Linked DNA regions of Mus musculus: regions 1, 3, 4, 5 and 6 are each linked to region 2. The links are chromatin contacts, called in public HiCAR-type, HiChIP or PLAC-seq and promoter capture Hi-C maps. All regions are on one chromosome and are shown on one strand. Each heading gives the region's core, a stretch centred on a gene start, on an enhancer-like site or on the middle of the called end of the contact. The rest is flanking DNA. Distances are from core to core; before and after follow the strand shown. Region 1 overlaps Actn1 (actinin, alpha 1). Region 2 overlaps Rad51b (RAD51 paralog B). Region 3 holds the start of Dcaf5 (DDB1 and CUL4 associated factor 5). Region 4 overlaps Gm36660 (a long non-coding RNA gene). Region 5 overlaps Dcaf5 (DDB1 and CUL4 associated factor 5). Region 6 holds the start of Zfp36l1 (zinc finger protein 36, C3H type-like 1).

Region 1 (3,492 bases), core at 944-3,443, 730 kb before region 2:
TGTCTGTAGGTATATACTGTTGATTATATTGTGGCCGTTCTCTGTCACCCAAGAGCGGAGTCTCACTTCAGGACTGTATTCTTTAAAGAGTGATCTGTGGGCTTCCTGGGCACTGTCCAGGCCTATGAACCACATGGCCCTGTCAGAGCTCAGGTATGTGTTTCTAATAAGTATCCCATGTCATTTTTTTTTTTTTTAAAGATAAAGCTACAGAATTTGGCAGAGGATAGTACTCCTTTAGTGTGAATATGGGATCAGTTAAGCTCAGCACACTCAGCTCCTTTACTCATAACTTTCCCTATCTCCAGTGCATGCCGGTGGAGCCTTCTCTCTTTGTGGCTCAGATCCTGAATTCTAGCTGTCCCCAAATGGGAATGAAGTATTCCCTCTGGACCCTGAGCCCCACCCCCCACTACTAAGAGTGAAAGAAAGGAGAGGGGATGTGGTTGCTTTCCATGTGGTCGGTCTTGCTGGGTCTGGAGCTGGTGGCCTATTAGACAAATCTCCAAGGCTACTTTAAAAGGGTACTGCAGTGTCTGCAGGGGAACCTGCCCTGATGGATGTCAGTCATCCTGGGGATTCTTGGGCATGTTTACCTGGCAGATAACCAACACTGCTCATGGATCCCTCACAGCCTGTGCTGTCCCCCTGCTTAGCAGAAACAGCTAACTGTCCTTCACTGACCTGCTCAGATCTGTTGTTTGGTTTCCTGTGGAGTAAGGGCTTTTTGACTCTGCATCCTGCCTTGCTTGGTTCCCTAAACCACCTTTGTGACTTCTGTTCCTCTAGTTCCTATTTAGTCAACTTCTGTCCTAGATGTCTCTGTCGTGGTAGTTCTGGCTTCCTTATGGCAACATGACGGGTTGGAGGGGGGTGGGGGAAGATTAAGTTGGTTCTGAACTTGCAGCTTCCTCACTACCGTGGGACTGGGGGTCAGACAGCAGCTGTGTTTGCTGGCACAGCCTCAAACTGCCTTTGTAGACAAGCCCTGCGAGGGCAGCTCAGGAGGTACAGTCTACCAGGATACCCCCTGATGGTGCACTGCGAGGGACTAGGGCTTGTGTTGGGGAGTTACAAGAAGAAATGCACACCCTGGCTGCCTCTGTGTCCAGGGAACTTCTCAGGGGAGACGAGAGCCACAGCACAGAAAAGGAATTGGAAACTTATTCTTCAGCTAATTTCCTGCTACTGCCTTGGACTCTGCGGCTGGTGGCCTCTTGGGTAGAAACAGCTTGGAAAATTCATTTATTCTTAACATTAGGTATGAACTCTTTGAAGTGTACAGACTTGTCACAGAGGGTCAGACATGCGTAAGACATGGTTCGAGAAGGTGGGAGTGACCAGATTACCCTGCACAATGAACCCATCACCCAGAAAAACCTCAGAAGGGCAGCAGATTCCAGTTGGCATGGAACAGACCTGCTCAGACCGCCCCACCACTGTGAGCTCAAGGTTGACTGAGATGTCTGTCATCCGCCCTCTTTCCTAGACCCTAGGACCTAAGTCCAAGAAGACTAATAACTCTTCTTGCTGTGTCCAGAGCCTTTTGGGACAGAGCTGATGGGCAGGCTCGGCTCCTTCTGCAAAACCCCTGCTAGGGCAGCCTTCCCATGCCCAGGTTGTCCTGTTTGTCCCTTTATGCTGGTCGCCCCTGTTAGGCACTCAGGAGGCCACCATGCTCAGCGTTGGGAGGACTTTGACATCTTGTTTAGGTGGGGATATTATTAAGAGTGTGCAAGGGTGAGAACCGGAGGCTCTGGCTCTTTAAGGCTGGACCTTCTAGTGAATTTTGGCAGAGGCCATACTGAGTGTTTAATTTTAGGGCCAGAGAGGGGGCTGGGGAAAAGTCCCGAAGCATCTGGTTTGTGTTAAGCCCTTCCTTTAGAAAAAAAAAGGCTGTGTTTATGGTTAAAATCCGGCAGAGATGGGTGGGGGTGGGGAGCTGGGGGGTGGGTGTTGAAAGGGATACCGTTATCCAGCACCAGGCTTTGCAGCTAAAAGACAAAGCACATAGCCACTGTCTTGTCCCCTGACCCCATCTCAGCCAGCTGGTTCCAACTCTGAGAAAACGGCCATACTATTTTCATCTCTGCCATTAAAGCAGGATGTTTGCCTTCAGACAGCCTCCAGCAGCTGGACTTTGCCAGGCTGAAGCTGTGTCCCTCGTGCCTCAGCACTCCCTGGAGTTGGCTGCCTGTCAGCTCATTTGTCTGCAGTCTGCCGTCTGCCGGCCCTGGGCGGGTCAGCCACTATTAGGTCGAAGCAGGGGCCACAGGAAGCTGCAGGGTGGCTCCAGCAGGCCTTCCTCCTGTGATTCCCTATGTGGACTGTCAGAGGGCCCCCAAAGTCCGTCCCCTCTGCCAGTAGAAAAATAGAGGGCCGGACAAATGACCGAGCTCTTCCAAAGTCTCACAGCAAGCTAGTGTCAAACTCAGGATTCAAACCAGACTCTGGACTCCAATGTCCTTTATGCTCCCTGTAGCTCTACTGGGCTCTCTTTTGCTTTGTTGTTCAAATTACCTACTTGACTCTCAGCCTTCCAGGCGCCCAAGCACAGGCTCTGGGGACAAGAGATAGGGTCTTAAAGGGTCTCCAGGGTCTTAAAGGTCCATGGAGAAGTTTCACCAGGCTGTGTCCATCTCAGAGGCTGTCCTCCAACAGTAGCCTGTGGGAGCTATTGAGTGAGTGATGAGATTGCCTGACTTGGGGGTGGGGGTGGGGTGGGGGGGGGTGATACAGGTGTTCCAGTTGGAACCCGTGCTTCTGGAGGGGTGCCAGGCATGAGTCTGTACTAAAGCTTGCCTGGTTCCAAAGCCACATCCTGTGTTCTCCTGTCTTTTCTCAGCCCCAGATTAATCACCCAGCTCCTCCAGAGACCTAGAAGCTCAGAGCTGCCTCTGTCCCATCCCTTTAAGTTACCGATGAGGAGACTGAGACCATCAGAGCAGCCAAAACAGAGTGAGTTCAGACCTTGCTGATGTCTCTTCCAGTGTTAGGAGCTGAGTGTAGGACGCTGGGACTGAGGTAGAGAGGGAAGGCTGTGTCCTGTCCTTTTGACTTCCTGTCCTGGAGGATGGTGTGTGGGGTGTGATATCTCCAGTGCAAGTGGAGTGAAGTGGAATTTAGGCCTCCAGGATTAAGTTGAATCATTCTCTTGTGTCTTCCTAAAAGGGAAAAAAAGGCAGACTGGAGTGGCTCACTTCCTTCTTGAGAAACTGGAGCCTGAGTCACCCTGGAGTCAGGACCTGGAGAGGGGCCCCCAGTTTGCTTCTCTTCTGGCTATGGGAGAGGAACTTCCCTTCTGCCCGTCTGTTAGAGCAGAGGGCAAGGCAGGGCCTGAGGCGGTGTAGCTGTCCCTAACTCCCCCTGTCTTGGGAGGTCTTAGTCCATTTTTTTGGAGCTGGCGGGGAGGAAGAGGTCATGTGTTGGTCTAACTCAGGGTTCTGAAGTATACTCATTTGAAATGGTTTTGGTACCTCGTAGAAGTGGACC
Region 2 (3,230 bases), core at 696-3,195:
CTACCTGAAGCCCATATAGGCTAGAAGGAAGTGTCAGATGCCCTGGACCTGGAGTTACAGTTGGTTGTGAGCCACCATGTGGTTCTGGAAATCAAACACTGATACTCTAGAAGAGCAGCCAGTGCACTAAGCCATTGAGCCATCTCTCTAGGCCTGGACATAGAGATTTTTAAGAGAAGAACTCTACAGTGCATTTTTTTAAGTGCCTCTTTTGTAGTATATTACATGATTCTAGAGGATGCATCTCTTAGTTACTAGTATGTATAGTTTCAAAAAATAAGGATAAATGCCTGTGTTTTCAAGATGCTTCAAAAATAAAACTCCTCTAAATTATATAATTATTACTATAGTCATCATGCAGGAACAAGGGAAAAATTTAACACAACAGAGGCAATGTTTAGTAAATGTAGGTAAACTAATAATGAAGGCTACTCTGCCAATTTCTCTTTGATTTTTATGAAAAATATGAAAAGGTATTAGATATATTCCTTATGAAGGGAGAAGGTACAATTTTGGGGTTCATAAACTGCATTAAGCTATAAAACTCTATTTGCATGAGTCCACTTCAAGATTTTTTTTTCTGGTTTTGTTTCCTAGGGTTGTTTTGGGGATTGGTTGTGTTTGGTTTGGTTTGGTTTAAAGGCAAGATCTCCCGCTACAGCTCAGGCTGCCACTGGACCTTTGTTACTTCTCTGGACTACTTAAGGCTCTTGAGTATTACAGGCACCACACCTGGCTTAGGTTCTAAGTCTCAATTTCCAGGATCAATGGATTTTTTTTTTTGAGACAAGTTCTTGCTCAGGCTGACCTTGACTTTGAGATTCTCCTGCCTCACCGCTTGAAGTGCTAGGATTACAAGTGTGAGCCTTGAATAAAATTTAAAGGTGTTTTAACTATTATAGTTTAGTAACAAGAGACAGAGCCAATTAGAAATACATATTTGAACAGATGCTTTTGAACACAGATTAGGAAAGTTACCTCTAAAACTGAATTCTACAAATGATTCTCGTAAATTGGGATGGGAACAGGAAGAGAGAAGAAAAAGAATGAAAGAAAAGGAAGAGAAGAAAGAGGCTTGTAAGTCTAAAATATTTAAATCCCCCCCCAAAAGAGAAGTGGGGGGTAGTGGGTCTTTTCTTCTTGATGATAAAAGATTTAATGAGGTGCTAACCCTCATTAGGAAGATCCTAAGATCTGTGGGTAATGAGCCTGTTTTTAAGACACACTAATTTTGCTAAAAGCAGTTGCTGTTAAAAGCTGTTAAAGTATACAGAGAAGCAATGTAACAAACCAGCAAACTACACTTCTGATTTTTGTCATGCTACCAACCTATACTTATCCAGAAATGTTAACTGCCAGCCATCTTTTATCTAATGCAGATTTCATCCTTCACCACCCATCCTTTGCCACAGAAAGCAACAACGTCATTTGGAGTGGAAAACTCTGGGAAGAAAAAACCCAAGCCATGGAAAAAAATGTTCAACAGCAATCTGCCTCCAGCTCTGCAGATTATCAAGCTTGCCCTTGCCTCTTGGGTCTAGAAGCTAGACTTTTGTGCCCAGAATATGGCTGGATGAGGAAGGCAGTTTCAAATCACACCCTGAGGGCTAGGAACAGAACACTTAGTCTATAGTCTTCCAAAGAGGATTGAAGGCTGGACTATAGAGGCCCCTTTCTGATTGGCTCTTGGTGATGTCATGGCCATGTCTCCAGGGCCCAGGAAATTCACCATGACTAATGGAGCCCTCATTTGTGAATACACATTCCATCTCAGAGAAGCAGCAACAGTCTGAGTGTCAGGGCAACACAGATGGCCCAGTTAGGGAATGCCAGCCAGCCACGCACAGAGGGGCTCAGAAGTCCTGAAATAAGCTATTGGTTCATGTTCTCAGTAAACCCTCACCAACTACCTGGACACTGGTGGCCTGTACCTACTGAAGAACATGAACTCTAAACAGAAAAGCAATCACTGAGACAGGATCAATATCCTTCCAGACTTCTAGTGTATTACAGCAGGCATGGGCAATTTTTTTTCTGTAAAGAACCTGATACTATTAATTTTAGCCTCTATACCACACAATCTTTATTGAAACTAGTCATTCCTGTCAATAAGGCACAGAGACAGCAAGTGACAATATATAATAATGAAGCACAGTGCTGCTGAGATAAAACAGGACTTACAAAGTCCACCATCAGACTGGCTTTGGCCCATGAGCTATTATTTGCTGACCTGTGTTTTTATTAAATATTAACCCACCTCTTCCCTGCCACTTATGGGAACCAAGTACTCACAGATAAAGGTACAGTTACAGGAAAGCATATGAAAGAGTTTTCCACAACATGCCTCTCATGACATTCTACTAGGATATAAAGACGCTGGAGTGCTTCTCTGTAAACTTTGAGAATATCGATTCTAGAGATAAATGTTTGGGTATGAATGCTGCCCCTGTTATCATTCAGTATAAGGCCTTACATAGTTATGTTCCTCTAAGAGTGGGCTTTCTCATCTACAAAATAATAATCCAAGTTGTGCCTGCTAGTAGGGCTAGGCTGAAAGTTCACTGAGATAATGTTTGAGCGGAGCTCAGCATACTACCCAGGACACTTCAGCACTCAACAGTAACATGCTACGAATGTCAAGGTTAGTACAAGTGATCACAATTACCGCTCTTGACCGCCGATGCTCAAAGAGAAGCAGCATGGGACACTATAAATGCTAGAACACTCTGAACTTCTTTCCAAAGCCATTAATTCCTATTAATGCCATCATTACATTAATAGCTACACACAGTTTGACAATGAACATATAACTGAACTGTCCCTATATTAAACGACTGAGCTGTGAGCCGCCTGTTATCATCATGAGCAACATGATGATGAATGTCTCTGAACACATGCCTTTGAACGCTGATTCAGTTTTATATTTGGGGGCGAAGATGTAAATCTGCATATTTTAGAGAACTGTCTGTTGTCCTGCCAACTGGCTCTCCAGAAAGGCTGTGCTTGTTTCTGTTTCTACCATTCCTGTCAGGATCCAGTTCTTACCATTCTTGACAAGCCTACGACTACTTTATTTTAAAATTGGGGGAGGGGGGGGCGAGAATGAAAACCTGAACTCACTGAATGATTTGCACAAATTTAATAAAAAAGTTAAATGTTTTCTTTGGCCTACAAGTTTATGAGACATTTAATAATTATTTTGATTAAGGACAGATCTTTCCAGAGCCGTA
Region 3 (3,459 bases), core at 432-2,931, 930 kb before region 2:
TAGCCTATCGGCTGACCTTGAACTCCTGATTCTCCCACCTCCACTTCCCAAGTCCTTGGATTATATGTACAAACCACAGTGTGCACAGGATTTTTTTTTTAAGCATTACTCATTTTCTTTTTTTTTTTTTTTTTAAAGATTTATTTATTTATTTATTATATGTAAGTACACTGTAGCTGTCTTCAGACACACCAGAAGAGGGAGTCAGATCTTGTTACGGATGGTTGTGAGCCAACATGTGGTTGCTGGGATTTGAACTCAGGACCTTCGGAAGAACAGTCGGGTGCTCTTACCTGCTGAGCCATCTCACCAGCCCCTCATTTTCTTATTTAAGGGATAATATTCCATTTGAATTCTCATTTTTGGGTTTGGTGACCTTCTAATAAATTTAGAATGTTGTTATATGAACTTTTGAATTAACTACTTGCAAAAAAATAATTTTGCTTGACAGGTGAACCTCTTCCTCATTCCCCATCTTTATCTTAAGAATTTCTTTAGTTCATCTTTCACCTATGGTTGTATTTAACCACTCCTGTGCCATCTCTGGTCCTGAGATTGTAATTCGTGTTAAACTGAAAGGGCAAACCTGACACCTGCCTATTTCAGGTTAGTTAATTACCACTAATGATAGAGGATAGTTTCCTGGAAAAGCACTCCATTGAAAAGGGGACTTTCAACTTTACCTGGTAAAATTCCAGTGCACTTACCCAGTTTCCTCACTGAGGTCAACTCAACTGAGGACTCCTGCACTATTGAAAGGCAGCTACTTCTGGACTATACTGTGGCTGCTGGTTAACAGCTGTGCATCTCCAGGCCTCCATTCTCAAGACCTTTGGCCTCACCCCTACCAATGAAATAAGATACTGCTACGTTTCATAATGTTTCTTGTGGCTTGCAAATGCATCTGGAACCAATGGACAGAGGACCTTCTCAATTTGATTTTGGCAATTTTCTTCTCACTTTCTTTTGGGAGTGGGGGGTGGGGATTGTTAGTGCTAGAGATTGAACCCAGAACTTGAAGAATGCAAAAAGCATACGCTCTACTATATGGCTACTATATCAGCTCAATTCTCTTTTCACCTCTCCGCAACCCCCTAAACCCAAGTGTCCTATCAGCTTGAATAATTCTGCCTTTTTTTTTAAACCGATAGGCTGGGGGTGGTGGTGGGGGTGGTGGTGAGTGTCAATTAGAAAACTGAATTGGAGAATAGAAGGGTGTATCAACATTTTTGGAAAGGGCAGGTGCACCGATAAAACCCCACAGACAACCTCCTTCCAGACGTCCAGTCCAATCGTGGGTTCCCTCACTTGAACAGGGAACTGGGCGCCCCAGGAGGCAGCGAGCAGCGCTGGGCGAGCCGCTGTCCCTCCAGGGAAGGAGGGTGAGCCCGCAGGCCGGCTGCCACTCTGATTGTTACGCGTGTCCAACTTCAGAGTGCGGCGTGCCGGGGGTGCCCCGTCGCCGCCATCCTGAGCCAACCGTGGTTCGGCGCGGTCAGCGGCCGCTGCAAGCCGCCGCCCGCCATCTCCGGGCAGCCGTCCGCGGGGGAGGGGCAGCTGGCGCCCGCGTTCTCCGGCCCGGCGGCCGGCGGAAGAGCCCCGCACCGCGGAAGCGCGACCGCAGCTGGGGATCAGCTGCTGGAGGCGGCAGGGAGGCGGAGCCTAGGGGGGAAGGGGAGGGAGGGACGCGACCGTGAGGAAGCCGCGAACGCCGCCGACCGACCGTCTGCACACCTCGCTCCGTCTGCCATGGCTGGTTAAAGAAGCCTCCGGCTCGCTGCGCGCGGGGAGGGACGGGACGGGAGGGGAGCGGCGGCCCGGCGTGCGGCCGAGGGAGGGGCGGCGGCGCGAGCTGCAGCGGCGGTGGCGGCGGCGGTTCCAGCATGAAGAGGAGAGCTGGCCTGGGGGGCAGCATGAGGTCAGTGGTGGGCTTCTTGTCCCAGCGGGGCTTGCATGGGGACCCCCTGCTCACTCAGGACTTTCAGAGGAGACGCCTGCGGGGCTGCAGAAACCTCTACAAGAAGGACCTTCTCGGCCACTTCGGCTGTGTCAATGCCATTGAATTCTCCAACAATGGAGGCCAGTGGCTGGTCTCAGGTAAATCAACCCCCTTCCTTCCCCTCCCCGCGCCTCCCGCTCCCCTTCCAGCTGCCCCTTCCCCTTCCCCGCCACCCTCCTGCTGCCCTGCGTCCCCACCCCCGCCCTTCTCAACCCCTCTCCAGCGGTGGGAAGATTTGGTGTGAAATTAATACCATTGCAGGGGGAGGGAGGAAGGGAGGGGGGAGGGAAGGAAGAAGGGGAAGGAGAGGAGGATGTCTTCTATATATATAAAAAAAGACCTAAAATGGTTGACAGGTCTTTAATGTGCTTTATCCCAAGTGCAAAGTGGTCCCTCCAGATGCCTGCCCCACCAGTGTGGGTCGGGGAGGGGGACGAGGTTACGGTTTGACTAAGTTGGTTGGCAAACTCTTCCTCTGCGTAGTTTAAAAGGTGCGGGGGGCACTGGGGGGAGGGCTGGCCGGGGGGGGGGGGGAGACCAAGGCTCGCCAAAGGCCAGGCGAAGCTCGAGCCCCAGTCCTCGGTGTCATGGAGAAAAGGGGCCTCGGAGCCGGAGGCCGGCGGTGACAGAGCCGGACACCGTGGGGCCAGCGGGGTCGGGCGGGTGGTGACGGGTAGCAGAGAGGCGTCCCCTCCCCCTGGCTCTCTCAGGGCCCAATCCCATCTCCCAGCACGCAGTGGTAGCCTCTTCAGCGTCTTGTTTTTATTATGGTTCCGAGAGTGGCGAGGGCTCTAGCGACCTAGGGACACCAACCAGCCTGAACTTGGATGCGCTGTTCGGGAGGCAGGGCTTCAGGAGGACCCCCCGGGAGACCTACTGGCGGGAGGCGGGCTCCAGGACCCCCTTCACCCGCGCGGCTCCTGTTGCAGGGCTGCTCGCCTCCTCCCCCACCCGGTTCAGCTGGGCCTACTTGCCTCCAGGGTCTCCCCGCTGGGGTGGGGGAAAGTGGTGCAATCGAGGCCGGGGCTCCGGCCGGGCGGTGTAGGCCTTGCTCTCTCGGGGCTCCTAGCGACAGGCAGCTGAATCGATAGCCTATTGCTCCGGGGGGGGAGGCCGGACCCGAGCGGCGGCGGCGACGGTGGCAGCGGCGGCGCCTGCGTACGCCGCGGCAGGGTCGCTGGCTGCCCCCGCTCCTCCCCTGGGGTCGCGGCCCCGGGTGTGGGCGGGTGGGGCTGGGCTCTTGCCCGAGAAGGGGCGGCTCCCTGAAACCCGGCTGCGCTGTGAAGGGCCTAGACCAGATCGGGCGTTCCCGCTCGCCTCCTTCCTCGACCCTTTTTCCTATACTGGGAGGGTTGGGCGGGGGGGGGGGGGGGGGCAGCCCTGGACGTGGCGCTTAACTTCATCCAGGTGGATACCTGAATGGCTTTCTAATTTGCGTCAGTGGGCAGCTTTCCAGAAAC
Region 4 (3,268 bases), core at 124-2,623, 560 kb before region 2:
ACGCATGGAGAGAGTATGAAATGTTGGGACTAGGGGCTACAGCCCAGTTCAAGTGTTCTGAGTGTCGGGTTGATTTCACCTTCCTCTCAATGCTTTTGTTGAGAAATTCCTCTGGTTTAGATGTGAACCCTAAAAGGCTCATGTACACTTCTGTGCTTTGTGTTGCTTCATTTTTTTTGCACAATAGTTTCCTGGGGGAAAAATGCAGCCTTGCCACAACAGAGAAAGGCTAGACTGCTGCAGGACAGGGTGGGGGTGGGGCTGTGGGTCAACAGGATCGGGTACTAGAGGGTGAACCGGAGATGTGGCTGCTGAGAGCAGGAGGAACCCAACAGGCCTGGGCTTCCCTGCTGTGTGCACCAATCTGTATTCTCCTAGGGCCAGGGTGAACCTCTGAGTTCTGTGTTAGACCCCAGCTGTCTTCATATCTGGATCAGAACTCTCCTTCCCGGAGAGGGGAGGAGGTGTTTCCCAGCACGGAGACAATCTTTGCACTATTGTCTCAGTGTGAGAGTAAGTTCTTTTCTCAAATGTTCTTGATCAATGGCCATGGTTGGCTGGCTTGGCTGCATACGTGGAAGCATTGATGGTTGCTTAGAAATGTATTCTACTCCTATAGGGGTCAGAATAATGTTTCAGTACCTTAAGGATCTGTACATAGAATTCGCCCCATCTTAAGATACATAGCAGAACTTTTGGTTTGTGAGAAAACCTTTGTATTGATTGCTACTGATGTGCAATGAAGTAAAATTCCTAAACAAAAAACTGGTTTTTAGAGGTTAAGCATTGACATGGGGTTGCTAGATATTTCTCACTTACCAATCTAGTATTTTGAAACAGGATGCCTTGGTCTCCCCAGTTTCTATTTTTATTCCAGAGTTGTTGTTTTTTTTGTGTGTGTGCAGATCTTGGAAGAAACAGCAGGGGGAGAAAAGCAGGTGTTGGCTTAGGGCCTTGAGCTGGGAAGATGGAGACCTTTGCAGCTTTCCACCCCCCACACCCACCCAACGTCTTCCGAGTTTGAGAAAAATGGCTCTCAGCAGCTTGAGCAGCCCTGGTTTTCTGTAGCCCCTTGCTCCTAGCTCCTGCTTGCTGGTTTCAGTGAAGATGTGCAGAGGTGGGAGTGTTCTCCCTGTAGGCCACACTGCTGCTCTTTCCCAATTAGTTCCCCCAGGGAACAAAGCCTTATTTCTTTCCTCTCTTAGTTCCCAGGCACTGTCTGGGGGTTGGGGTAAAACAGCCCCTTGGCAGCTCAGGGGTTAAAGAGAAAACACAGCAAGAGGGGGAAACAAGCCAGACAGCTGCAGCGGCTCCTCAGAGCCCACTCTAGGCTAAACAGAGGCCCCAGCAACTCCTTGGAGACTTGAACCCTGGGCGATGGAATTTTCCCTTGCGTGGAGGCTATTGTCCTCTGGAAAGGGCCAGGGCCAGAGAAGGGCCTGGGGAGCATGGATTCCCCCCGAAGTGGCAGCCAAGGAACTCCTGAGAGCCCAAGGGCTCTGTCTCACCCAGCTGGGCTTGGGTGAAAAAGCAACTGGGGTGCAATCCACCCCTCCTCCTTTGAAAAAAAGGGGGGCATTGTGAGGGGGTGTGTGTGCTCCAAAGGTCTGGGCACCAGTTGTTGCCCTACCCCTCAGCCCCAACCAGCCAGTCACTGGAACAGAATGAAAGGCTTGGTTCCCTTGGCAACCAAAGGGTCTATGGTTTTTCACAGAGTACAAGATGGGCTTGGGGGAAAGACAGGGAGGTGGAATTAGGGGTGGGGAATGGAGGAGGGGGCAGACAGGGAGGGGCAGCCTGTTTACTATAGATGTTTGAGTTTAACTCTCAAGGGACGCTTTTGTAGGTTCTGGCCTGGGAAATATAGGATACCCGGAGTGTGGTGAATGCTCTCAATGGCGGCTTAGTTCTGAGGCACCAAAAAGGTCCGTAACAGGAATGTGTGTGTGTGTGTGTGTGTGTGTGTGTGTGTGTGTGTGTGTGTGTGCACGTGCACAGGCCTCTTGTGGACCTCAGGAGCAGCATAGAGGAATCTCACCTTCAGAGGTAACTAAGCAGGCCCCTGTTGCAGTCGGAGCCCCTGAAGGTGCTGAGGGAAACTCAAGCGCATCAAGAGCTATTTGTGAGGCTGAGATTAGAACAGCAGGCGCCTGTCTCCTGGCCTGATCTCACTCGACCAGACAAAGCTATTTTTAATATCAGGCAGAAGAGTTGTTGAAATGTGGACAAAGAGCAGAACCTGGCTAACTTTGTCTCAAGCACCAGGCTTTGTGAGAGGGGCTTAAAAGCTGTCCACATGGTGGACACAAGCATGGAGGCTCAGTGAAAAGAAAAGATAAGGCCAGGAGACTTGGTCCCAGGACTTTGGGATGTGAGGTCCCAGCACGTCCATAGAAGTGAGAGGGAGGTACTGGGACTCTTGGTGTGATCCTCTCTGGGACCCTAACCTGTGGGGCTTTGACCTGGCACTGACAGACAAACCTTCTATAATGTCTCTGAAAGTGTAGTGTGACATCTTCCAAAGGAGACTGAGGGTGCATAATAAAGAGCATGCATGAGTGGTGTAAGTCAGCACACTATTTAGGAGTTTTAAAAATATGTACACATGCGTGCGCACGCGCGCACACACACACACACACACACACACACACACACACACACACACCAGGGGCTGGGGATGTAGCTCAGTAGGTGGAGTGCTTACCTAGCATGCAGGAAACCATGGGTTTGTTCTCTACCACCACACACACTGGGCTTGAATGGCACAAGCCTGTAATCCCAGTATTGTGGTGGTAGGAACATCACAGTTGGGCTATCCTTGACTCAGGGCCAGCCTGGGCTATATGAGAACTTGTCTTAAAAAGAAAATAAAAATCAAAGCCAAAAATCAACCTTCCTATTTTAGACAGACAGGTCTTAGAGACAATATATGGGACTCATGGCTGTTTCTGGAAGCTTCTGCTTCTATCAGAGGCCCTGAAAGTGGAGGTTGGGTGTGGGAGGTCACTGTGTTTTTCCTGAGAGGTGGCTGGGGCCATCACTCTGAAGTACTTCCTGTCACTCACCAGGTCAGGGTGGGTACCATCTGAAAGACACAATTTGAGGAAACCTAGAGGGTGGATTCTAAGATGAGGAAACACCTGGGTGGCAGGGTCCTGATAAGGAAGCAGTCCTGAGAGGCCACCGCAGCTGCTGTGTGTGTGTGTGTGTGTGTGTGTGTGTGTGTGTGTGTGAGTGAGATCTATGGCCAATCAGAAGTCAGCCTGCT
Region 5 (3,548 bases), core at 533-3,032, 880 kb before region 2:
CAGGACTATGTAGAGAGAGACTGTTTCAAAACAAACAAAAAATTTTCAATAAAAAAATCCTCTAGCCCCTCACAGGATCTTGACATGTAACCCATGCTAACTTTCAAGAAGTATCTTTTAAGTTTTGGAATTATAGGTGTACACCTATTATGCTTAGTCTCTGGATGACTTTGTGTGTATGTGAGAGGAGGGGTGTGTGTGTGTGTGTGTGTGTGTGTGTGTGTATTTGTACACAGGCCAGAAGTGGGCATTGTGTGTGTGTGTGTGTGTGTGTGTGTATTTGTACATAGGCCAGAAGAGGGCATTAGATCTCCTGGAGCAAAAGTTGCAGGTGGTTGTGAGCCAAACTCAGGGTCTCTGGAAGATTGGTGCATGCTCTTAACCACTAAGCCAGCATTTTAGATCTGAAGTAAAGAAACATTACCGTATCCTGACTATGAAGACAAACTGTTTTTAAGTCTTTTCTTAGTCCGGGCAGTGGTGGCGTGTACCTTTAATCCCAGCACTTGGGAGGCAGAGGCAGAGGCAGGTGGATTTCTGAGTTTGAGGCCAGCCTGGTCTACAGAGTGAGTTCCTGGACAGCCAAACAGCCAAGGCTACACAGAGAAACCTTGTCTCAGGGGGCTTGGGGAGGCGGTGGGAAGAAAGCCTTTTCTCTTGGCAAAATAGATCATTCCTTATTCTCACTATAAATGGCCAGCTGCATAAACTCCTGCTGAGATGTATCCATCCATTCTTCTGGAAGGAATCACATTTTGTTCTCTACGATGTACTCCTAACTACATCAGGTTCTTGTGCACTCTCCTTGGTTGAAAGATTAATCTTCTTACCCAGAAATGCAGGAAGAAGAAAAGTTACTGGAGCCACACTCCTGCACTCTAACCAAATTATAAATGCCAGGTCAAGGATCTTGGGTGGGGATAGAATAGACCCGTGGGCCAGTGATGGGCAGGCTCCTCTTCAGGCCTGACTGGAATGGACAGAGAGGATAACTATTAACTGATGAGAAGGGAGTTTAGCAGAGGCCCCTGCTTCCTGTCAGGGACTTGAGCTGATGTCAACCCTGCTGCTGTGCTGTGCTGTGCTGTGCTGTGCTGTGCTGTGCTGTGCTGTGCTGTACTGTGCTGCGCTGTGCTCTTGTGCTGTGCTGTGCTGTGCTCTTGTGCTGTGCTGCGCTGTGCTCTTGTGCTGTGCTGCGCTGTGCTCTTGTGCTGTGCTGCGCTGTGCTCTTGTGCTGTGCTGGGCTGGGCTGGGCTGGGCTGGGCTGCGCTGCGCTGCGCTGCGCTGTGCTGCTCTGTGCTCTTGTGCTGTGCTGTGCTGTGCTGCGCTGTGCTCTTGTGCTGTGCTGTGCTGCGCTGCGCTGTGCTGCGCTGCGCTGCGTTGTGCTGTGCTGTGCTCTTGTGCTGTGCTGTGCTGTGTGTGCTGTGCTCTTGTGCTGTGCTGGGCTGTGCTGTGCTGTGCTGCGCTGCGCTGGCTGTGCTCTTGTGCTGTGCTGTGCTGTGTGTGCTGTGCTGGGCTGTGCTGTGCTGCGCTGCGCTGTGCTGGCTGTGCTCTTGTTCTGTGCTGTGCTGTGCTGTGCTGTGCTGTGCTGTGCTTGGCTGTGCTCTTGTGCTGGGCTGTGCTGTTCTGGGCTGTTCTGGGCTGGGCTGTGCTGTTCTGGGCTGTGCTGGGCTGTGCTGGGCTCTGCTGGGCTCTGCTGGGCTCTGCTGGGCTGGCTGTGCTGGCCAAGTTTGTTTCTGTTGAGTCTTGTTCCACCCCTCACCCACCCTCAGTTCCACAGATTCTGGCTGAGTTGCAAGCTCCATGCTGACTGTAGATTGAAAGCCTTTCATTGTTTTTGAACTCAGTGTTTAGATAGCACCGCATGCCTGTGGTGGCCAGGGCTCCCTATAAAGGAAATGCCTGGGCTCCAGCTGCCCAGTCCTTTCATTCTCTGTGTATGAGTGAGTGAGTGTGGCTTGTATTCAAGACATTATAAGATCATTTATTTCTTTGCTGGGTTTATCATTTGGGGACTTGGGATTCTAGACTCCTCCTTGGTACTTGGAGTTCTGGGGATGGTTTTTGTCTTTGCTGTCTTCCATCCATTCCACCCAGGAGGATGGCACGATGTTTTATCCAAACCTTGTTTCTGCACACAGCCGCAGTACCACAGCATTCCTCCCTTGGTGAGAAGATTGCTTTGGGAGGGTAAAGTAGGCATGGCTGCGGCTGGTGTTGGCAGGTTGTGTTTATGACCATGCCAGGTTGGCAGCTGCTCCTGCATGAACGTTTTCAGGGCCATTCTTCCTGTAGGTCATCTTCAGGCAAGTCAGGACCTCATCAGCAAAAGAAGTCATTTAGAAGCATACTGTATGTCTTAGTTAGGCTTTTACTGCCATGAACAGACACCATGACCAAGGCCACTCTTATAAGGACAGTATTTAATTGGGGCTGGCTTACAGGTTCAGAGGTTCAGTCCACTATCATCAATGCGGGTGCATGGCAGCATCCAGGCAGGCATGGTGCAGGAGGAGCTGAGAGTTCTACATCTTCATCTGAAGACTGCTAGTGGGAGACTGGCTTCCAGGCAGCTAGGATGAGGATCTTAAACCCACAGTGACACATGACTCCCAACAAAGCCACACCTACTCCAACAGGGCTACACATTCTAATACTGCCATTCCCTGGGTAGAGCATATGCAAACATCACACTTCATGACTTTAAAAATGTTATAAACATTATGAAACTACAGAAAAAATAATGCAATAAGAACATATAACCGCTTAGTAAAGCTATACAAATGATACTCACATAGCCTGACTTCAGTGAATCAGAGATATAAAAGAGAACATGGTTGTGGCATGGGTAACCACCCCTCTGTGAGATAAGGCCCAGGTAATCAAGAATTCTGTTGAGGGACTGGGGAGACGGCTCAGTTATGAGCACTTGGAAGGGCTGGAGAGATGGCTCAGAGGTTAAGAGCTGTTGCAAACTTGGGCTTGAGATTCCCAGCATCTCTCTGGTGGCTGTCATTAACCCCAGTTCCAAGAGATCCAGTGCCCTCTTCTGGCCACCAGACTTATGCATGGTGCACAGACATATACATAGACATTCACATATACACATAAAACACACACTACACTATAGCATAATAAGTGAACCAGAATATACTGTATGTCTTAGTTAGGCTTTTACTGCCATGAACAGACACCATGACCAAAGCCACTCTTATAAGGACAGTATTTAATTGGGGCTGGCTTACAGGTTCAGAGGTTCAGTCCACTATCATCAATGCAGGTGCATGGCAGCATCCAGGCAGGCATGGTGCAGGAGGAGCTGAGAGTTCTACATCTTCATCTGAAGACTGCTAGTGGGAGACTGGCTTCCAGGGACGCTAGATAAATGAGAGTACATGAATAAATTTAAGATATTTCAAAGCTGAATATACACTTGGGAACTGAAAAGCTGGAAGCAAGCGCTGGTGAGATGGCTCAGTAGGTAAGGGCATTGCTTCCAAGCCTGACAACCCGAGTTGGATCTCTGGAACACTAATGGTGGGAGGAGA
Region 6 (3,350 bases), core at 628-3,127, 610 kb before region 2:
AAGGCACAGCAGCAGCAGCAAAACCCGGGGCAGCAGCCGTGTTAAAAAATGGGGGGGGGGGGCATCAACTCAAGTCACTGGAGAGGAGTCAAGCAGAGACCCCGCGGGGAATTAACGTTAGGTTCGTGGGCTGCAGTAAAAGTCGTGTTTCGCAAAGTTGAAAGAAAAAAAATTGTTTCTAAAACAGTTGTGATTTGGAAGGTTTCCCTGGGTTTGCCCAGAGGCTGGCGATAAATAAAAGTTTTGTTTTTTTTTTTTTTCTTAAAGTGTGCGTGTGTGTAAGGGGTGGTGCGCCTCGAACGCTCTGCTCCGCCCGCTCCGTCCTTTCCAGAGAAACGTACTCGTAATGGGGTGACCTAATTACATCGCAATGGAACTCGCTGGTAGCCACTCGGAGCACCGGGTTTCATAACAGACCCGGCGGCCTCGAATGCTGGGAAGAAACGTGCGAGGCCTGGGCGGTGCGGCCCGCGATTTCCGCCCGGGTCTCCACTGCAGCACGCGAGCCGGTGCGGGTGGGAGGCAGCCAGACCTAATAGTAAATAAACACATAGTTCGTGGTTTTAAAGGGCGGTGTAATTCATTGAAGGCCACTGAGTTCCGTGGGTCTTATTGCTTGGTACCCCCAAACCGGGCATAGTGACAAGCCATATGTTCCGTTCGCGTGGGGGCGGGAGAGCAGCAAGAAGTGTCGCTTCCCCCACCTCTACCTTCCTTCTTACCAAAGTAACTTTTTCCCCCCTTGTTTTTAACATTCGGGGATGTGTGGAGGAGGCAGCCCGAATTCAAAGCGCGCGTGGAAAGTGACTTGTTGCTCTTTTATTTTCAGGGGGTGCCCTTGAAAGTCTGGACTTTTCTGCTGTAGCAAGTTTAAAGATCGGTTATGTGAACAAAGCGCCCCATCTAGGTCTGAAAGAATTCTGCCCAGGCAGTGGTGCCCCCACCATACCGGGAAAACGCAGGCTGCCGGCCCAGCACGCGTGGACCCCGCGCTGCGCGCAAAATCTTACTGCTCTCGCCCCCTCCAGCCTAGGCTCTCCTGGAGAAAAAGTTTTCTCTGGTCATCCCTACTTCTTTTGCTCACTGATGGGAAACAACAAACATAAAACTCTTGACTCGAACATTTGGGGTGCTCCGCATTCCTAAACTCCTCGCCCAGCTCATTTTGCGATGGGCAGCCGGGTGTGGACAGGGAAGTCAGGGGAAGGTAAGTCGTGCGGGCACTTGGAGAAGTTTCAAGGGACACTAGCTCAAGATGGAAACCGCAGCCCTGGCCCGCTCAAGACCAGCTCCAGCGCCTGCTAGGAAGAAAAAAAAAAAAAAAAAAGACAGGGGGGAGAGGGAGGGAGGAGGGGGGGGAGAGAGAGAGAGAGAGAGAGAGAGAGAGAGAGAGAGAGAGAGAGAGAGGAGAGTCGAGCCCGCCTTCCAACTCTTAAAAAAAAAAACCAACAAACACAACAACTCGAACTCCGAAGGGGGTGGAATGAGTGATGTCACAGAGCCGAGCAGCGAGGTTGACAAAGGGTGGGCGCCCCTCCCCCTCTGCCGGGCTCGGCCCAGGGGAGGGGCGCCCCCGGAGCCCGCGGACTCGAAACTTTTCCTCTTTAAGAAAAAAAAGTTTTGCGCCGCTCCGAGTGCTTTTTTTTTTTTTTTTTTTCCGCCTTCTTTCCTCGTCTCCCTCCCCCTTCTTCCTTTTGAAAGTTTCTTTCCTCCCCCTTTACCCCTCCCTCCCTCTTGACCGCATGGCTGATTCAACCTCAGTGTCAATCAACTTTTTTTCCGCCTCCTCTTCTTCATTTAAATACGTTTAAAGCTCCTCCTTCCACCCCCCCCAACCCACCAAATCTTATAAATTGGGCTTTGCGCGCCGCAGCCCGGGAGAGTCAGAAAGGCGAGGGGCGCCGGGAGCAGGCGTGTGGGACTCCTGACCGGAGAGCCGGAGGCTGCGCCTTCCCCGCACCGGGACCTTCACGACACACCAGATCCTAGTCCTTGCCCCGTGCGAACGCCCACGATGACCACCACCCTCGTGTCCGCCACCATTTTTGACTTGAGCGAAGTTTTATGCAAGGTAAAGCAGGGCGGAGCGTTGGCTTTTTGAAAGTTTCTCTTGTGCTCCAAGAAACTCTAAAAAGTTTGGGTCTCGGGGACGTGAAGGAGTTTCACTGCTTGCGTTTCCCTCCATGGTGAAGGAATTTGTTTATGTCCTCCTCGCACTTAAGTTTCAGGTCCCAGGTGGGGTTCTGTGAATCCGGGGAGCAAAGTTCTGGGCGACTGCTCCAGTTTGCGGGGCAAGGAGGTGCGGAAGAGTGGTTAGGTTTGGGACGAATTTTGAAGGATTCTTTTCTGCATGGTGCACCTCCGGAGCTGGGCTAAGCGGGTGGGCTCGGCTTCGCAGTGTGCGCCTTGGGTTTCCTGTACCCGCTGGAGATGTTCGAGGTTACCCAACACCTTTTGCTAGGGGTCTCTAGGAAAAGCGAGGTCTCAGGGCGGTATCTGACTGGGAGAATTTTCCTGTCTGTTTTGGGGAGCTAAGAGATAATGCGACGAAGAAAGAGGCCGACTTAAGGTTCAAAAAGATGTAGGCAAAGCGACTTTGTAGTGGAGTTTGTCCGCCCCAGCTGGGCTAGGTTCCCGCTGCGGGAGCTGGTCGATCGTGCTGCAAACTTGGGGCTGAAACTGTTTGCTTACCTGGGTTGTGAGGCACTACGGTTCGTTGACTAAGGAATAGGGGAACAAAATGCTGCCAGACCTCAAGTTCCCGCCAGTTAGGATTTAAGAGGGCCAAAATGGGGCAGTTTGCCAGTCAGGTTTTTGAAAAACAAAACAGAAAAAAACTTTTAAAACCGTAATGTTCCAGGAGTGCGATTGAAATAACTCCGTGAATGTTGTTAATTTTTTGCCCGCTCTACTTCCCCCAACCCCCCAATTTGAAAGGATGAAGCTGCTAGGCTACTTTTAATTGCTGAACTGTTTTTGCCTTCCCTTAAACACGTCGGGTCATGTTGCTCTCTTCCTAGCTCGCTGCTCCTGTCGGTGCAGCTGCCAAGGCCCCGGGGCTGCAGGGTTGGGGTGCAGGGCCGTGCTGGAGTTGAAGAGCAACATCAAAAACTTTGCATTTTCGGCTTCTTTCCCTCCCTGCGTTTTTCCAAGTCTGTTTGCCCTGGCGGCAGCCTGAGCTAGCCAACTCCATCCTGGGCCCCGCTGCCCCGCTCTTTGATCTATTTCTCTTTCTTTTGCCCCCTCCCCCCGCAGGACTTTTTAAATGAACCTCATTGTTGGAAGCGGCTCTCCTCTGGGTTCCTGTAATCCGCTCGGTGGGGTGGTTGCGGTTACAGGGTTACCGATTC

What was found. Promoter capture Hi-C pulls out the DNA fragments that hold promoters and counts their contacts. HiCAR-type assays count read pairs that join an accessible place to other places. HiChIP or PLAC-seq counts read pairs in DNA pulled down with a chosen protein or histone mark.
Region 1: a HiCAR-type map of astrocytes shows a contact between it and region 2, with 2.2 times the contacts expected there. The contact joins two enhancer-like sites.
Region 3: a promoter capture Hi-C map of hippocampal neurons shows a contact between it and region 2, with 4 times the contacts expected there. The contact joins the promoter of Dcaf5 here to the enhancer-like site in region 2. A contact is called at or near these places in 4 of 39 promoter capture datasets (the 3T3-L1 cell line, cranial neural crest, hippocampal neurons and 1 more) and 1 of 115 datasets of contacts at active chromatin or transcription factors (astrocytes).
Region 4: a contact with region 2 is called in a HiCAR-type map of astrocytes, with 4 times the contacts expected there. The contact joins two enhancer-like sites. A contact is called at or near these places in 1 of 484 Hi-C or Micro-C datasets (bone marrow-derived macrophages) and 7 of 115 datasets of contacts at active chromatin or transcription factors (astrocytes, differentiating embryonic stem cells, embryonic fibroblasts and 2 more).
Region 5: a HiCAR-type map of astrocytes shows a contact between it and region 2, with 2.0 times the contacts expected there. The contact joins two enhancer-like sites. A contact is called at or near these places in 1 of 484 Hi-C or Micro-C datasets (cortical neurons), 2 of 115 datasets of contacts at active chromatin or transcription factors (astrocytes and embryonic stem cells) and 1 of 9 other capture datasets (embryonic stem cells).
Region 6: an H3K4me3 HiChIP or PLAC-seq map of stem cell-derived neural progenitor cells shows a contact between it and region 2, with 6 times the contacts expected there. The contact joins the promoter of Zfp36l1 here to the enhancer-like site in region 2. A contact is called at or near these places in 2 of 39 promoter capture datasets (the SN4741 cell line and hippocampal neurons), 17 of 484 Hi-C or Micro-C datasets (the C2C12 cell line, the G1E-ER4 cell line, MC3T3-E1-derived osteoblasts and 10 more), 36 of 115 datasets of contacts at active chromatin or transcription factors (the NIH/3T3 cell line, the SCID.adh cell line, T-cell acute lymphoblastic leukemia and 24 more) and 2 of 9 other capture datasets (adipose tissue and pancreatic islet).

The regions. Positions count from the first base shown.
Region 1 is chr12:80,228,917-80,232,408 of GRCm38.p6, reverse strand. All of the region lies in intron 1 of Actn1 (actinin, alpha 1), which reads left to right. Among named protein-coding and RNA genes, the nearest start is that of Actn1, 30 kb to the left of the region's middle. Within about 2 kb of position 2,193, at least 219 of the 459 cell types and tissues checked have an H3K27ac peak or open chromatin away from gene starts, as enhancers often do. A contact at or near this core is called in astrocytes, where this site is marked.
Region 2 is chr12:79,502,771-79,506,000 of GRCm38.p6, reverse strand. The region is part of intron 7 of Rad51b (RAD51 paralog B); the gene reads right to left. Among named protein-coding and RNA genes, the nearest start is that of Rad51b, 210 kb to the right of the region's middle. Within about 2 kb of position 1,945, at least 138 of the 459 cell types and tissues checked have an H3K27ac peak or open chromatin away from gene starts, as enhancers often do. A contact at or near this core is called in the C2C12 cell line, the NIH/3T3 cell line, the SN4741 cell line and 23 more, where this site is marked.
Region 3 is chr12:80,434,823-80,438,281 of GRCm38.p6, reverse strand. Dcaf5 (DDB1 and CUL4 associated factor 5) reads left to right here and starts at 1,681. Exons shown (of 9, transcript NM_177267.5): 1 at 1,681-2,097. The coding sequence starts at 1,884.
Region 4 is chr12:80,060,901-80,064,168 of GRCm38.p6, reverse strand. All of the region lies in intron 3 of Gm36660 (a long non-coding RNA gene), which reads left to right. Among named protein-coding and RNA genes, the nearest start is that of Gm36660, 24 kb to the left of the region's middle. RefSeq lists an enhancer at 1-3,268. Within about 2 kb of position 1,373, at least 191 of the 459 cell types and tissues checked have an H3K27ac peak or open chromatin away from gene starts, as enhancers often do. A contact at or near this core is called in astrocytes, differentiating embryonic stem cells and stem cell-derived neural progenitor cells, where this site is marked.
Region 5 is chr12:80,378,250-80,381,797 of GRCm38.p6, reverse strand. All of the region lies in intron 5 of Dcaf5 (DDB1 and CUL4 associated factor 5), which reads left to right. Among named protein-coding and RNA genes, the nearest start is that of Mir1843a, 12 kb to the left of the region's middle. Within about 2 kb of position 1,782, at least 137 of the 459 cell types and tissues checked have an H3K27ac peak or open chromatin away from gene starts, as enhancers often do. A contact at or near this core is called in astrocytes and cortical neurons, where this site is marked.
Region 6 is chr12:80,111,540-80,114,889 of GRCm38.p6, reverse strand. It overlaps Zfp36l1 (zinc finger protein 36, C3H type-like 1), which reads left to right and starts at 1,877. Exons shown (of 2, transcript NM_007564.5): 1 at 1,877-2,071. The coding sequence starts at 2,015. Gm52006 reads left to right here. Exons shown (of 3, transcript XM_030247048.1): 3 at 268-1,310. The coding sequence ends at 347.